Regions from separate parts of the Rattus norvegicus genome. Here region 2 is linked to region 1. Evidence: chromatin contacts called from public Hi-C data. All regions are on one chromosome and are shown on one strand. Each heading gives the region's core, a stretch centred on a gene start, on an enhancer-like site or on the middle of the called end of the contact. The rest is flanking DNA. Distances are from core to core; before and after follow the strand shown. Region 1 overlaps LOC120096677 (a long non-coding RNA gene). Region 2 has its middle 490 kb from the start of Meis1.

Region 1 (7,965 bases), core at 1,706-4,205:
TGTCTAGGGAAAGACCAAGAAACTGTCTCAGAATAAAAGAGACTAAGGACAAATGAAAACCAAATGCGATGCATATTCCATGACTTCTTTTAAACCATAAAAGCATTATTAAAACACTTGGTGAAATCTGAATCAACTCTTTAAGTTAGACGAGAACATTATGTTACGCCAACGTTAATTTTCAGAGTTTGATTTGAATACAGATCCTTCAAACCAACTCATGACCTAAACTTTTCTAGTTAATTTTAATACACGATAGAAATGCAAATTTCTGCCGCAGGTTCCTTCATCTTCTACTATATTTGATGTGTCTGTTTTAATATTTATTTTTAATCATGCTTATGTGTGCATGTCCATGTATGTACGGGTGCCTGTGTGTCCTGTGTCTTCTATGTATGCACTCCTGAGGGCAGTGCCCGAGGAGATCACAGGCATCAGGTCATTGGAAGCTGCAGCCACAGGTGTCTGGGAACTAAAGCTGGGCCTTCTGCATGGCAGTGTGTGCTCTTAACCCTAGCATCATCCCTGCAGTCTTTAGATAAAGACCATGAAGGTATTTCGGTGGTGAAGTTGAAATATAATAAATATTACTTTGTAGGTCAAAACCCTTAGTCACATCAGTGGAACTTTACATGTTCTACCTGCACGGACACTCCTGACCACTTCCCTGTTCTTCTGTCTTGAAAAGCATCATATATTTCAAAGTCCCTTTTGAAATAGAGTCTGGTGTACTGTAGTGTTTATTAAGGTACGGGTGCTGTCCCATTAGCCGGCAGTGGATATTACAATACTTAATTTACAATTTATAATACTCAAATAGTATTTATTTGAAACCAGGCTTCAGCTGACTAATTCAAATACCTCTTAAACTTAGACAAGATCCCTCATTTAATCTGTATTTGTTCATTTTATGAATCACAAGCATTCTGGTGCCCATGGAGGCCAGAAGGGGACATTGTATTTCTTGGAACTAGAGTTATTGAACGGTGCTGGTAATCGGACCCAGGTCCTCTGGAAGAGCAGCAAGTGTTCTTTACCATTAGGCCATCATTTCCCCTCTTAGCCTACTGCTTGTAGGTGCTGGTAAAAGCACAGAGGTCAGCCTATTTGCTGATTTGTTCCTATTTGAGTTCGTAAGACGAGGAATTTGGTTGAATATTTTTTCTTCTTTTTTTTGAATTTAAAAGAAAAATGGTTCAAGTAAATCACTTATTTAATAGCCTAAACTACAGCAACAAACTGTCTAAAGCTAGGAACATTTTGGATTTTTTTCAATTTTGACGATGAAGTTGTGAAGATCCGTTGAAGTAATCTAGTCAGTAGAAAGTGTTTGGAATCTTGCATTGCATTTTCCTTACTTTCTCCCAGGTTCCTCAGCGTAGACTCGGAGTTTTTCCTCAAGAGAAGGTTTATCCATTTTAACTCACCTCTTTACCGCCTGTTTTCTGTCTGATTTGTTTTTTCCTAGTGCAGTCAGTCACTCAGCTCTTAATGTACAGCAGGCCTTGGTCTCTCTGATTCTCTGTGGCATTCTTCCCATTACTTCTTCCCGCATCACTGTAAACCAAGATTGCTCATTTTATTGAAGAATTGTCTACTTTTAGCAACAGAGAAGTGCTTATCATTGTTCTGTAAAAGCAGTAGTGGGAAGAATAATTCTAAACAAAATGTTCCAGAAAAAGCAAATAGTATAAAACAGCTTTCTATTTTCTGCCAGACCATGTGTTCAAAAAAAAAAAAAATCTTGTTCTTCCCTGAATTATATTTTAAAGGGGTTAAGCAATCATTCAGATAATCGGACTTCATTGCTTTGAAATTTTATCAAAGTGTCCTCAATCCTTGAGCTGATATCCAGGTCCATTTTGCCAATCGGATAAAGCCTCTTAGATCCTTTTCCTAGAGGCACGAGCGGTTAACTTGATCTTATTGTGCTGCGAAAGAGTCTGTGCTACGCCTCATTTTTCATAAGTGCGATTTGTTTTGTTAGGAAGACTCCAGAGAGACTCCTTGTTAGAAACGATTTTGGCTGCCAAGGGCACATTGGTACTAGAACCTTCTTTGCTTTAGGCTGAATGAAGGTTTTAGAAATGTTCCAAGTTTAACCATAGAGGAAACAGACAGACAAACCGGATGCAGGGGGAATTAGCATATGGAGGAATAAAGACTTTATTTCTCAGGAGGAGATTTGGAATGGCTTTAAAAACAGGAGGGAAGGGAAGCTAGGCTTGGCAGTGCATACCTTTAATCCCAGCATTCAAGGGTAGAGGCAGAGGCAGGGGGATCTCTGAGTGTTCTCATCTACGTAACAAATTCCAGGTCAGCCAGAGCTGGGAAGTGAAGTCTTTACATAAAACAAATGGGGGGTGTGTGGAAAAATATAAGAGGAAACTATCAACAAAGACCAGCCCTAAGAAAAGCCCTTATTTGGAAGAACTGCTTTCATTCACCTTAAAATTCTTATTCTTCCCCTCCCCCTTTCCTTATTCCCCCTTCTCTCCCTCTCTCCCCTTCCTTAGAAGGCAAAGGGTTTGAAGACGACTGTGTGCTTTTATTTTACCTTTACCAGTCATCCCAAGTGCCCACTTACATCCAGACCAACACACACAGCCTTTGCCAGGAAAGAGCACTAGGTGGTGCCCATTGACTTTGCAGTGGAAAGGGGATTCCCCAGGGGAGCCACTCTGGGGAAGCTCCTCAGGCCCCAGCCTCCTCCTCAGTCCGTCGGGATAAAGTCCTCCTCTAAGAGGTGGCCAGGAGAATGGTGCCCTGTTTTCTTTTCTCACTTCCTTAAGGCAGGCCGGACTGGACTTCTCCTTTTTCGGATGCAGCTTTAGTCTGAAATTTCAGAGAGTGTGTGTTTGCAAATGTGGGGGTGGGAGGGAGAGAGGCCTCCAACACCCCCTTTTGGAATGAAAGCTAAGAGGAATAAAGGCTGTGCCCTGCCATCTGTGTGTATAAACGTCACAGCCCAAATCTCTTGCCAAGACTGCCCTCCTGCCAGATCATCTGGGCATCGCACTGCACATGCTCGCTTTATTTTTCTGCTTTGCCTATAATAAAGCTGTAAAAAGAAAATAGCAGAACAGAATAGAGGTGACTCTTAAATTTCACTTTGCCTCTTCACAACAATAATTCCCTGTCAAATTAAATCCAGTTAATTTGAAGATTTCGCATGCTGGCGTTGATTCCCAAACCTACTCCTTGAAGGGGTAGCTTTCTACTGCTGGGCTTATTCCTTAAAAAAAATCGTATTAGGCATGCTGCACAGCTCGGTGCTTTGTGTTCAAGGAGAGCAGGTAATGGCCCAGAGGATGTGTTTGCTTTTTCTCTCTGTTTCACCCACTCAAGGGGTGTCAGGTCTGTTTTAAAATGTAAAACCACTGGAAGTTTTGGGTTTTTTGTTCGTTTGTCTTTTTGTTTTGTAAAGATCTGTAGCAACTGGCATAATCATGCTAATTGTCACAAAAATGGAAAGAACAGACAATTCATGTTTTTAGTAGAAATATGTAAAATATTCATTTTTCTCTGACTCCTGTCACAAGTTGTGCTGAGTGGAGCCAAGCCCTCCCTCTGTGTGATTTTGTTTTGTCTTAAAGAAGGCAAAACAAATGGTTGTCTGGACATCCAGCCAGACTCATCTAACAAAACCTGAGTTCTGCAACAGTGAGGGGAGAATGAGACATAGTTTCAAGAAGTTAAACTAAGGGCAGAGCTTTATGAAGCCAGGAGAACCGCTTCTGAGCTCTTGCTGCTGGGTCATATGTCCTGGTATGTGGCAGCTGACTGCTCATTAATTCTATTTATATCAGTGTGAGAATCCACCCCACTGAGTATGCATGTGTTAAAATATTCATAAATTATGTTTATTTGGAACAAATATTCATTAAATGCCAAAATAAGACCATTATTTAACCACAAAACTAGTCGACTACCAAATAAGCGTGGTTTTTTCACTGCCAATATGGGCAGTCTGCTTTCTGACCTGACTTCCCTGTCCCACCCAGTATTTCCCTGAGAAGGTTCACCTTTTGTTTTTCCAGTTCTGCAAAGAAAATAATTTCACCGAAAGGAGTACATTTGGGAGACAAAGGATGTTCTGCTACTGCAGAGCCATGATAAACGTGACTAGAGCAAATGAGAAGTACACTTTAGCGCTCTAAAATCCAAGAACATATTCACGAATTCGTGGAGACTTGGACCGAATTGATGGTGTTTCATGAAAATGTACATCAAGTGAAACAGACCAGACGATCCCTTGATAAAGCTAGTTGAAAGTAGAAATTTTAATACTATAATATATATTTTTCTCAAAATAAAGAATGGTTTAAAAAAAATCTGTGTCACTGCCAGCTGAATTCTAGAATCAGAACTCACGACTGCAGCCTACGTTTTCAAAGTTAGTGCTCTGTAGTGAGATACCCCGGAACAACGTCCTTTTGAAAGATGCTGTGAGGCTGACATTGGTACAGGTGGCTTTTCCTCTCTGCAAGCCTCCTGAACGGATACCTTGCACAGTTGAAAACCTTGAATTCCTTGTCCAAATTCCAAAGCTGTGCTCGATAAAAATACATCACCTAACTTACCCACCTCTACATTAGCACCAGGAAATCATCTGGAACTATTCGTCATTAGAAGCACGTTCAGATTTAACTGAAAGCATGACCCTCTTAATAGGAGAGCCTACTTGTTCATGAGCCATTTCCACCTACTTGTTCATCTGCAATCTTCTCTGAAAGTATTATAAACGCAAACACTCTCATCGAAAGTACCGTCTTCCTAGATTGAAACACAGTTGATACCTAAGGCAAAGTGGGACGGTCTGGATTAACGTCATCATCTCTGCATGCCCACTTTGAAGGAAAGCACACGAAGGGACACCAGAACAAAAATGAAATATTTTTTTTTTCATGGCGGCAATACTTGCTGTGGGGTGAAGTTGTCACCTAGAACTGCACATGAATTGTGTGCATGTTTACTTTAGTCAACAGCTAGGGGTTCACAGTGTTTTATTTTCCACTTATCTTGGGAACAGAATTCTGTTCGCTCACACACCCTTGAAAGAAGTGTGCATTTGGGGGGAATCTTTCTAAGGCAATGAATCAAAATGTGGAGCAATCTATGCCTACCAAAATACTGTCTTTATAACATTTGTAACACCGAACACTGGAAGGTTTTTAATTATTTTGCTAATTTTAGTTAACAGGAGGATGGTCGGAAAAGGAGAAGAATGGGCGTGGCTCGGTGGGGAAAGTCCAGATCTCCAGCACCCACATGAAACATCTGTATGGTGGTGTGTGCCTGCAGTCCTAGTGCTTAAGGACCGAGAAAGAGAAAATCCAGAAGACCCTGCCTCCCAAAACTCAGTAGAAAAGATACTGAGGAAGACTTCCCATGGCAACCTCATGGTGTCCATATATACCACAGGGCACCATATATACTATATATGCACACATGCCTATTACACACTCAAGGATGCACACACAGGCACAATTAAAAAGATAACATTCATTTGAAGGAAAATTATGCTATCGATAAAAATGATATGTATAAATCAAAAAATGTGGGAAACAAGTAGTAAAATATCAAGTGGGGGAAAATCATAAGGTTAACTTGTAACATGATTACAGTAAGTAAAAATAGTTAAAAAAAAAAAACTTAAAGAGCATGCGCAGGTTTGCTTGCCATTGTATTAAGGACCAAAACTGATATTCTGCTTGTTTTCAGGCTTTTATTAGCATACTAAGGTACTTAAAATGCATTCAAAAATGATTACATCATTAAGAAAATCACAAGTTAACTTACATTTTCCCTCAAACAACACAGTTATTCAGACTTTTGAGATAAGTTAGATAATCCCCAAATTCCCTCTTCCAAAAAATGTTAACTCTGAAGACATTATCTGAGTTTCAAATCCAAAACAAATACATTTTATTAAAAAAAAAAAAAAAGACTTAGGCAGACACATTTCTGTGCATTGTATTAAACTCAAACCCAAAGCGTTTTCACCTAGCTATGCTCAAACTCCCCGAGCAGCCTTTTTTGCAGAGGAAACAAAGGGCGCATATCAAAACCACCACAAACTCCTTTCATTACGCTGGGAAGTTTGAGACACACTTTCATGTGAATTTTGGCCTCCGTACAGCACCACAGTGCATTGTTTTCATCTGAGACTTGAACATATTGGGGAAACTAGAGCCTCCCTTTCTTTTATCCTGTCATCTTCTAACCCTCCCCCACCACCGGCAGTGATGGGCAGGCATATGGCGGGCACCCTCCACGGATTCTCGAACAACAGGAGGGACCTGATTTCAATTCCTACATCCTGTCATCAGTGGCTCCTGGGATAGTTTGTTCTTGCAAGGCTAAGGATGTGATTCGAATTTGCCATACGGACAGAGCTTAGCGGGGTGCCTTCTTTACCACTGGAGCCCTCCTCCATCGGTTAATTAAACATGATGCGAACCACCACGTACATTAGCAAAGTAAGATTAACACAGTGAAGTCAGAGCAAATGAGGAATCCCCCACATTGGAAGATCACACTTCCCGAAACTCAATACTTTTAAGTAGCCTTCGTCTGTTTTAATCCCGCGGACTGCTTTGTGCAACTTGAAACCCCGAGCTGTCATCTTTAGCCAAAAATACAGCGAGCATAACTTCCTTAGCTTTTACCCTATTGTTGAAATCAGCATTCATTCCCAACGCCGCCGAGCAGAGATCAAACCTTTCAGCGTACTACAGGGCAGCCTCTGACCGCCCGCGACACCGGAAACACATTTAATAAATATTTCATTTTGTTTTAACATGAAGACTTCCCCGTCTCCCCTTTTTTTTTTCCTTTCCCGGGGAGCTCAAGGCTACCCCCAAGCTGTGCACTCCATCACCTCGGTCAGTTAGGTTTATAGCCTTAATAAAAGGATTTTCCCCTCCTCGTGCTAGGGAGCCTTGTTAAAGCAGGGCAATTACAGAGACACAAGATAGGTGCTCGGCAGAGATCAAAGCTCACCTAAAGAAAGCTCTGTAGGAATTCAGAGTTCTCTTTGAAAAGTGCTCAGTTTACAAAGTATAGGAGGCATTAAACCCCAGGAATTACAAAGAAAAAAAAAAGCCCAGTTTTGAACAATGTTAAAGAAGGACAGTAGTTAATATGTGGTCTCCTTTAGCCACTCTGTGAGTATTATTCCTAATATCTCCTCACAGCATACCAATAACAGCTCCAGAGGAACCATTATGCTCCAAAGACATACGCACATGATGGATCCTTAATATTGAATGCATTACCTCCTCAGTAGGTACATTTTAATCTCCATATCCTAGCTCAGGGGAAGGGTAAGAAAATAGCCTGTACATTTCTGCAGGAAAAAAACCCAAACCAATGCCATCAACCCCGAATGTGGAGGTTGGTGCCATACAGTGGGGTCCCCAGCTTTATTTCCCACACTGTAGGAGTGTGGGTGTTCTGCCCTGAGCTGGGCCGTGTCTCACCTGCCCCTACACCAAGGAAATGTAACTATTACTGGGAGTCGGAGCACCCAAGCTTAAGCCATACAACGTTTCTTCTACCTCAGGAGACTGCATCATTCTTCCCTACCACACCCACTCATACACGCAGCGCACACACACATACATGAATGAGCACATGTACTGTGATAGGTGTCAGTTGTGCTTCAGAATAACACTGATGACCCTCGGTGTTGTTCACGGTTCACCCCTCTGTATGGTTATAGGAACTTTCAGTGGGAGTTCTTTTCCCTAGTGTTTTCCTTTTCTCTCCTCCTCCTCCTATCACTGTCATCATGACCATCACCATTGTTCCTTCTTGTTGTGTAGCCCAGGCTGTCCTTGAACTTGTAATTCTTCTGTCTCAGCTACTTGAGTGTTAGGTCTAAGCCACTACACCTGGCTAAGGTTCCTTTTTTGATTCCTCTCTCCTCAAGCCTGATGATTTCTCTGATACCAGACAGTG
Region 2 (7,965 bases), core at 2,717-5,216, 450 kb after region 1:
TTCATTGCCTTTCTAAACTATGTTGGCTTTAGGATTAGAGGCATTTAAATGATATCGACTTAATACAACGCCAGTACTCTGAGTAGAAGAGGGGACATTTGGTTTCCACTGAAAGACAATAGCATATTTAGTAAGAATTTAATGAACCTACTTCATCTCTTTGATCAATGCCAAAACTCCCATTCTTTGTCTCTACCTATGTATCTCAGCTTGTCATGATTGTCCTAGAAGTTTCAGCTCCTGCTTCTAAGCAGGCTTATTGATAACCTTGTGTTTTACCTTTTCTCCAACTGACCAAGGAGCAGCAAAGTAATTTTATACATTTTAAAGTGTCATTGTTATTCTTGGGTCCAAGTATGTCCCCAGTAGTGATTGTCATTCCCTGTGTCTGGCTAAAATGGTAAGCAGAGTGGCCAAGCAGTGAGCACAGCATTGCTTGGAAGAATCTAGGCTTTTAAAACATGGAAAAAAAATGACAGGAGGGTCCAGACAGCCTTCCCCAGAATTACTACTTTAAAAAATTATTTACATACATATGTGTGCCTGTGTGAGTGTATACGATGTGTATGCCCCCTAGGCCAGAAGAAGGGGTCAGATTCCCTGGAGCTGGCAATACAGGCAGTCATAAACCACCTGATGTTGGTACTGAGAGCCCAAAGTCACTGAGCCATAGCTCAGGCTGCATGTGGAGACATAGTTTCCACCTCTGAAACTAAAACTTCAAGACCTGAGGGACAGAACTAGTCTATTTTTCAGACCTGCTAATGTGATACCCTATGGCTATCACTTGGATATTGTAACCTGGCTCTAAGCAAAAGCTTAGAAGAATCATGCAGTGTGCAATAGAGTGGGCAAGCTTAAAGAATTCTAAGACACTGACACTGAGTTTAGCAATTGGCTTCATCAACAATACTGACAATGGGCCCCATCTGTTTTCTCCACAGTTATGATGTTTAAATAAGATAGTCTTTCCTATAATGTTAAATGCAGAAAATACTGGAAAAAAAACTTCATCCTTTTTCAATAAATGACTCAAACTATTATTTTGAAAGCATGTCATTTAAGTTTCTTGCCCTGGTGGAATTAGCTTGAGGCTCTCTGGGGATACGGTAACAGGAGGAGGAGGAGGGCAGCTTCACCTCTGTTTATATATGGTACTCTACATAAAATTCCATTTGGAAACTGTATACGAGCCTTCTAACAGTAATTGGCATCTCTACACCTCTATGCAGTTATCTTTTATTATTTTTTATTCCTAAGGTTCACTTTTAATGCACTCAGCTCTGTGTGACATTAACACCTCTGCGGGGAAGCAGATGTTGAGCTGGCATCTGGCACCCACTCATAAATTCCTTTAACTTTCCATGGTGTAGAAGTCACAGGCAATGATGGGTTCCAGTGACCAATTTCTATAGCTCTCCCGAAGGAGCTGAGGAGCAATGGTCCCATTTGTTCAAACTCAGATCTGTGAATTAGTGATTTGGGCATCCATTCACTGACAGCAGCTTCCAACAGAGACTGTCAGGCAGGACCAGGAGCTAAGAACTGTACCCGGCACTCCACCTAAAAAGCCAGGATGTTGGGACTTGGTGTCTCCCGTAGTCTGCCTGTGTGGAAAAAGACTGCACAAAAGGATTCAGCAACATCAGATGCTCACAGTGAGTCACAGGCAAGAAAATGAGTAACTGACAAAGAAGGGAGATATAAATGAGAATCCATATATACTATTATACAGATAACATATAAAAATACATATGTATATTATACATAAAATATAAATAATGTATACTATTATACATATATAAAATACACTATACATATACATATACTATACACAATACATAAATATAATATATATAATATACACATACATGAATAAGTATATTATGTATAGTATATATACTATACATACTATGCATATATTATATATATTCTACATATACTATACATAGAAGACCCAGGAATAACAAACATGGGGATGAGGTAAAAAGAATGTGTGGTTTTCAATGGACTGAGATTTTGTTCCTTTCTTTCATTTAATTTCTCCTTTTGCCTTTGCATGTGTACAATGCACACATGTTCAGCAAATAACTGAAACCTATGTGAAGGCAAGCTCAAGAGACAAGGAAACACGAGACATTGGGTAAGTCCCTTAGCCCTTGCCTAGATAAGCTGTGCTTACTTCTCTCAAGAGAAATGCTGCCTTTTATTCTCACCTGAGTGCTCCTGACAGGATGCTTTAAGAGTGGACTCTCTTGACATCTGTGTTCCATCAGGCTTCTCCACGTGGACACAAAAGATCCCTGTTTGGACTGTGTTGAGTGTGTCAACGGATCCATGTAATGAGGAAAAGAAAGTGTCTGGACGTAGAAATATGTCTGATTATCCTGCCATTCTACATGAACAGATCTGTGGACATTTCTTTCACACATCAGTATTTTATTTTACTTTATTTTAAAGATCTATTTATTTATTATATATAAGTACACTGTAGCTGTCTTCAGACATACAAGAAGAGGGCATCAGATCTCATTACAGGTGGTTGTGAGCCACCGTACAGTTGCTGGGAATTGAACTCAGGACCTCTGGAAGAGCAGTCAGTGCTCGTAACCACTGTGCCATCTCTCCAGCCCAGATCACTATTTTATTAAAATGATCCATGTCTATTGGAGGCAAGTCAATGAGCATAGGCAATAAGCCTGCACTGCTCACGGATGTCCTGGGATATCCTCCCTGTGGATATCTACTTATCTTGTATAAGTGAAAGCATATTTTACATGAAATTATGATCACAAAAGGAACTTGTTGGCTTTACTTAAAAAAATACAGTGGAGGCTGCATTGCCATTTGTCTTGGAGTAAGACAGGCACTGCAGAAGTGGCACTCTCACCCTTGACAAGGGGGTCATTGAGATCCCGATGCTGCTGTTCCAGGTACTGAAGTATTTCAAAAGGGAATTCCAAGAAAGATACAGGTACACTGGAGGCGGGGATGGGAAGAAAATCATGGGTCGGAACACATAGCTATGCTTGATTGTAATCTGAGGGTCTCCGGGATCACTGCAGAATTTCAAAGCTAGAAGCCTGAAGAAAGATTAGCAATTAATTAGTGGCCAAGTTCGAAAAAGTCACTGTGATCTCCAATAGTCTAAGTATGCAAGAAAGAAACAAAGCATTTCCATTAGCTGCTGACAAGCATCCCCATGCAGTCTGGAAGCGGCGTTTGGTTGATGGCTGGTGATTCATGTTATGAAAAGAACTAGACATTTAAAAAAAAAAAAAGACACAACTTGGTAACTAATTTTTGTCTCTCCCTGTCAGGGTAACCGTTTGAATGTTAATTTAATTTTACAGAATATCATTTATGTAAATGTAATTAGAAAGGAAACATGATCTGGAGAGGTGCAGCACCAAAGAAAATTTATTACTCCGAGGGGTATTGCTCTAATCACTCAACTGCAATATCGAGTTTCCCCAGATTTAATCTAAAAGCAATAAATTACAAAAGGCTAATGCCCTGCCCAACAACAAGCTGTCATGAACCCACGTTTCAGGGAAGGAAACCAGAAGGAGGAAGAGGGTGGGAAAACCTGACTTCATTTTCGCAACAGGCTATCAGCGGCTTCTTATTTCCTGATATGGATCATGATACAGACTGCATTGCTAGGGAAGAAAAAAATCAATAGTGTCACTCTATCATTCCAAGAAGGGGGGGTGGTTAAAATGTGACTGCCATCGTTCTATTGCTCCTCCTTCCGGAAACGTGATAGGTGGATCTGCTTTTGCTAAAACAACAACAAATGCTGGAAACTCAGAGTTCCTCAGTCATCAAGAACAAAGAGAGGCGAACCCAACCGACAGCCCTGGTTCTTTGCCTCATGAAACTTAAGAAAAGGGAAAGGCACAGTTTGATGGATGTCAGTGCCCGTGTTGCACTGCAACATGTGCATCCTGGGAAGCCAGTTCTCCCAGGGAACCTTGCCAACACCAAAGAGCTGAGTCTGTAAAAAGGAAACCTTCCATCTTCTTCATGCTTAGTCAAAGGTTATGACAGCAAGAACTCGGTTGAGGGTTAGCTCCATGTTGTGCAAGCCACATACCTGAACTCAAACACTATTGGGGCCATTGGTCTTTTTTAAGGTACTCAACAACTGTCACATTTGGAGAAAGAAATAAAACCATCAATCTGACTGCCCAAAGGAAACCTTTAATGAAGTGTTTAAAAATTCCACTGCCTGGGCTCTACCACAGAGCAATTAAATTAGGAGTCAATATGGTTAGAATTCAGGCTTGGGCATGTTTTAAAAGCAACCTTTGTGATTTTAATGTGCAGACCACAATGAAAATGACAGCCCTTGATAAAGTTGGCTGGCATGCAATGGAAAACTGGAAGGGGTAGGTGTTCTGTAGGTTACTCGGTCACAGACACATCCCATTGGATGGAGACTTCTGCGATGCAACAAAAGACAACGGTGAAGTCTCACAAGTTGGAAAGAGCAGTCTACAGCACCTGGCTAGGAGGGGAGCAGCCTTGGCAAGCAGAGCCCTAGGATTTCAGTGTGACTTTGAAACTTAACGTTCTTCTATGTGTCTCTTCTCCTTGCCTAACTAGGAGCCCAACAGTATAGCCTACCTCACCTCCTTCGAGTTGGGAGTAGAACATTATAGTTAGGAAAAGTGCCAAGTCCTGAAATAAACTTTTTATTTCTTTCATTAGCCATAACTACCTAAGTTTTATTTGCTTCTATATTTTTATCATGAAATTTTATAGACTGGTTGTGTCATTTCGCTTAGGAAAGGTTATATGATTTAAGGCAAATGAGCAATGTCAGAGTGCAAAGATAGAACATGGGTTATCACAATATGAGGACTTCCAGTTTACATGTGCAGTTAAAGTACACCAAAGAGGTTTCCTTTAAAGTTTTCTCCTCCATACCCCTCTCTCTCTCTCTGTGTGTCTCTATTTCTCTGTTTTGTTTCTCTGTCTCTTTGTCTCTCTCTGTCTGTCTCTGTCTCTCTCTGTCTCTCTCTCTCTGTCTGTGTGTGTGTGTGTGTGTGTGCACTTAGCAGTAGAAAAAAATCTAAAAGTATTTTGAACTTGTATTTTATGGAGAATGTTTCTTAGAATGTGGTTGAGTAAAATATTGACTTATTTAGAATCATCTAAATAAAGCATAAGAGTTCTCCAATAGGTATCCGTTAATAACATGTGTATGTGCTTTTAGAAAAACCACCCGGAAGTCAAACAACTAAGTATCCAGCATGTTTGTTATGTCTCCCTATTGCCACGACTTTCCACCACACACATAAACATATAGCTTACTCTGAATTCCAGCTTTATCTTCTTAAACTACCAAAACTGGTCAGGGAAAATAATTTAGTATGATCCTTTAAAGGCCAAATAATTTTCAGTGACATTCTGAAACATTTGAACAATACAAAAGCAATATTCTTGGTGATGTATCTCTTCAATATTTCTACAGACTCATATGCTGAAAGTTTGCACCCTTGTGTGGTACTCCTGGGAGAGAATGGAAACTTTATGAGGCAGGGCACTGTAGGCGTCCTTCAGTTATTGGGGCATGCTCTTGAAGGTGATGTTAGGATCCTGACTCCTCCCTCTTCCTCTTCACGTCTTGGCCATGAGATGAATGACTTTGCACCTGTTGCACCAATATGCACTTTTATGATGGAGCCATGAGCAATGGGTCAAACAATTATAGACTGAAAGCTAATCTCTGAGCCTGAATAAGCTCTTTCTCTTCATAAGTTCAGTAGCTTAGACATGTCTTGGGTGATCAGAGAGCTGACTAACAGATGCTTACCAAGTCTAGTTTTCATTTCAACAAGAAATCAACCCCAAACTACGTTTCACACAAGACAGTCTAGGAGCTTTTAGGGCATAGGAAATGACACAAAAGACAGAGAGAAAAAAGGATAAAACTCATTTCTGATGCCATATCTTGAAACTGTGTTTCCTCTACAGTCATTACTCCGTACCTGCATTTGTAAAACCAACAAAAACAATGAACTGAAACCTCAAATCCAATGGGTGAGACATTGTTTGCCTGCTCCATTGAAACTGTACCTCTTTGGTTCTCTTCCTTTTCAAACCTCATACCATGGAATTTCACTTCTTGCTGAAGGTTTTTTTTTTCTTCAAAAGCAAATACCTCAAGATTTAAAGTAAGCAGTTCATTGTCAGAATCTGTCCTTTGTTATGTTAACAGATGTAAGCAGCTGTTCTTTTTCCTACTGTAGATATTTTGCAGCCGACTTACCTCAGGGGTTAAATAGACCATATAGACACAAGGTATAGAACAGCCCACATTCTTTTTGTGTGTGTGTTAAAGTGTACTAAATTATTTACCTAAGACCAGCATAAACAAAACATGCAACACAGTGTTGTCCTAGCAGTTCTATGGCAGAATAACAGACTGTGTTTTTAGCAGTGCCTGAGCTTGCTATGACTCCATGAAAAATTCTATAGTTTCTACACTGTTGCCTCAGATGTCACAGCTAACATCAACATCAACATCAACATCAACATCAACCAACAATGCCCAACAGTGTTATCAATCGATGGAAGACTAGCAAATTCACTGGCAAATAGTTTAGAGACAAACCAGTCTTTACCAGATCTTTATACAAGCGTTGATCAAATGTTCCCTACTCTTAAATAAACTCCAAGGTCATTATAGAGCTGAAATAAAATGCAGTGTTGAGCAATTTTTGCGTAAGTAAACAATGTAAAACAATCCACTCTGTGAAATACAGGCCAGACTTCGATGCCACCCTCCAGTTTTCAGGCAAATGCATTTACTCACATCGCCTCTGCTTTGGTCTGAGGTTGAAGAACATTGAGATGCAGTCTTTGCTAACACGGAAATTCCCAATGTCAGTTCAGGAAGAAGAGTTAATGAGAGAGTGGTCAGATGATGAAATAGGAAACCAAAAGAGAAAACCCACAGGAATGAGCTGGAATCATGCTGAGATGACAAAGCAGTGGTAGAAAATGCCAAAGAAATGTCAGAAGGAAAGACCAAAGCATAAATAGATTGGTGGCCTTAAATCCCCTTTGTAACACTGAAGTGAAAGGATGGATACGGTCACACACGTTCTTATAAATACACAGAGAGGTTGGTGTGTTTTCTAAGTGTACACAGCTAGTAAACAGTAAGCTTGGGATTTAAAACCAACTACATCCATCTGACTCAAAATTAGAAAGCAACTGGCAAGCCTGACTGGAGGGACAAAGCAGATAGCTGATTGTCCCCTTAGATGAAGGAGACTGGGCAATGGCATAGATGGGAGTGTGGGATTAAGTGCAATCAAAATAGATTATATAGCTATATAAGATTATAGAAAAAATATTTTAAAATAGACCAGGAAATAAAAAATAAAAGTGAAAAGCCCAGCATGTGGGGGTCATGGAGGGAAGTGTTCTGTGAAAATTAGCATCAAATACAAGAATCTGGGGTGAAAGAGGAAAGAAATAAAGGGCAAAAGAGAAAGGTAGGCAGACCAGAGGGAACTGCTTTTCTCAATGCCACTTACACCATAGCTCTCAAGACTGGGGAGGATTACGTCCTCTACAGAGTACATGGGACCCCTTTGCACTCCAAAGCAAAAGCTTTTAATGCTTTTTCATTTCAACCATTCCTGGGTAGGAGCCAGCATTTGACCAAAATTGACACAGCCCATTTAAGTTACTATTTAGCTCATGCCTCTCTGTTTGTGCAGTATATTTGCTAAGGTCAATAGGTTAGAAAGGAGACAAATGCCAGGATGTGTTAGGATCTGGTCTGGCCTTCTTGTTTAACATACCCACCACCATGCAGTACTGCATACAGGAGCTCTTAACAAAACTCAGTGACAAGTTCAAGGTGGTCTTGGCTACTTGAACCATCTCAAGATCTATGCTTTATTTAGGACCAGGCACAACAATTTTAAAGATACAAGAATA

The links. A called contact is a pair of places that touch in the nucleus more often than the background predicts.
Region 2: a Hi-C map of the A7r5 cell line shows a contact between it and region 1, with 6 times the contacts expected there. The contact joins two enhancer-like sites. A contact is called at or near these places in 2 of 12 Hi-C or Micro-C datasets (the A7r5 cell line and the Rat2 cell line).

What each region holds. Positions count from the first base shown.
Region 1 is chr14:96,557,981-96,565,945 of GRCr8, forward strand. LOC120096677 (a long non-coding RNA gene) reads left to right here. Exons shown (of 4, transcript XR_005493436.2): 4 at 1-132. Among named protein-coding and RNA genes, the nearest start is that of Etaa1, 46 kb to the left of the region's middle. Within about 2 kb of position 2,956, at least 13 of the 93 cell types and tissues checked have an H3K27ac peak or open chromatin away from gene starts, as enhancers often do. A contact at or near this core is called in the A7r5 cell line, where this site is marked.
Region 2 is chr14:97,004,290-97,012,254 of GRCr8, forward strand. No RefSeq gene overlaps it. Among named protein-coding and RNA genes, the nearest start is that of Meis1, 490 kb to the right of the region's middle. Within about 2 kb of position 3,967, at least 2 of the 93 cell types and tissues checked have an H3K27ac peak or open chromatin away from gene starts, as enhancers often do. A contact at or near this core is called in the A7r5 cell line, where this site is marked.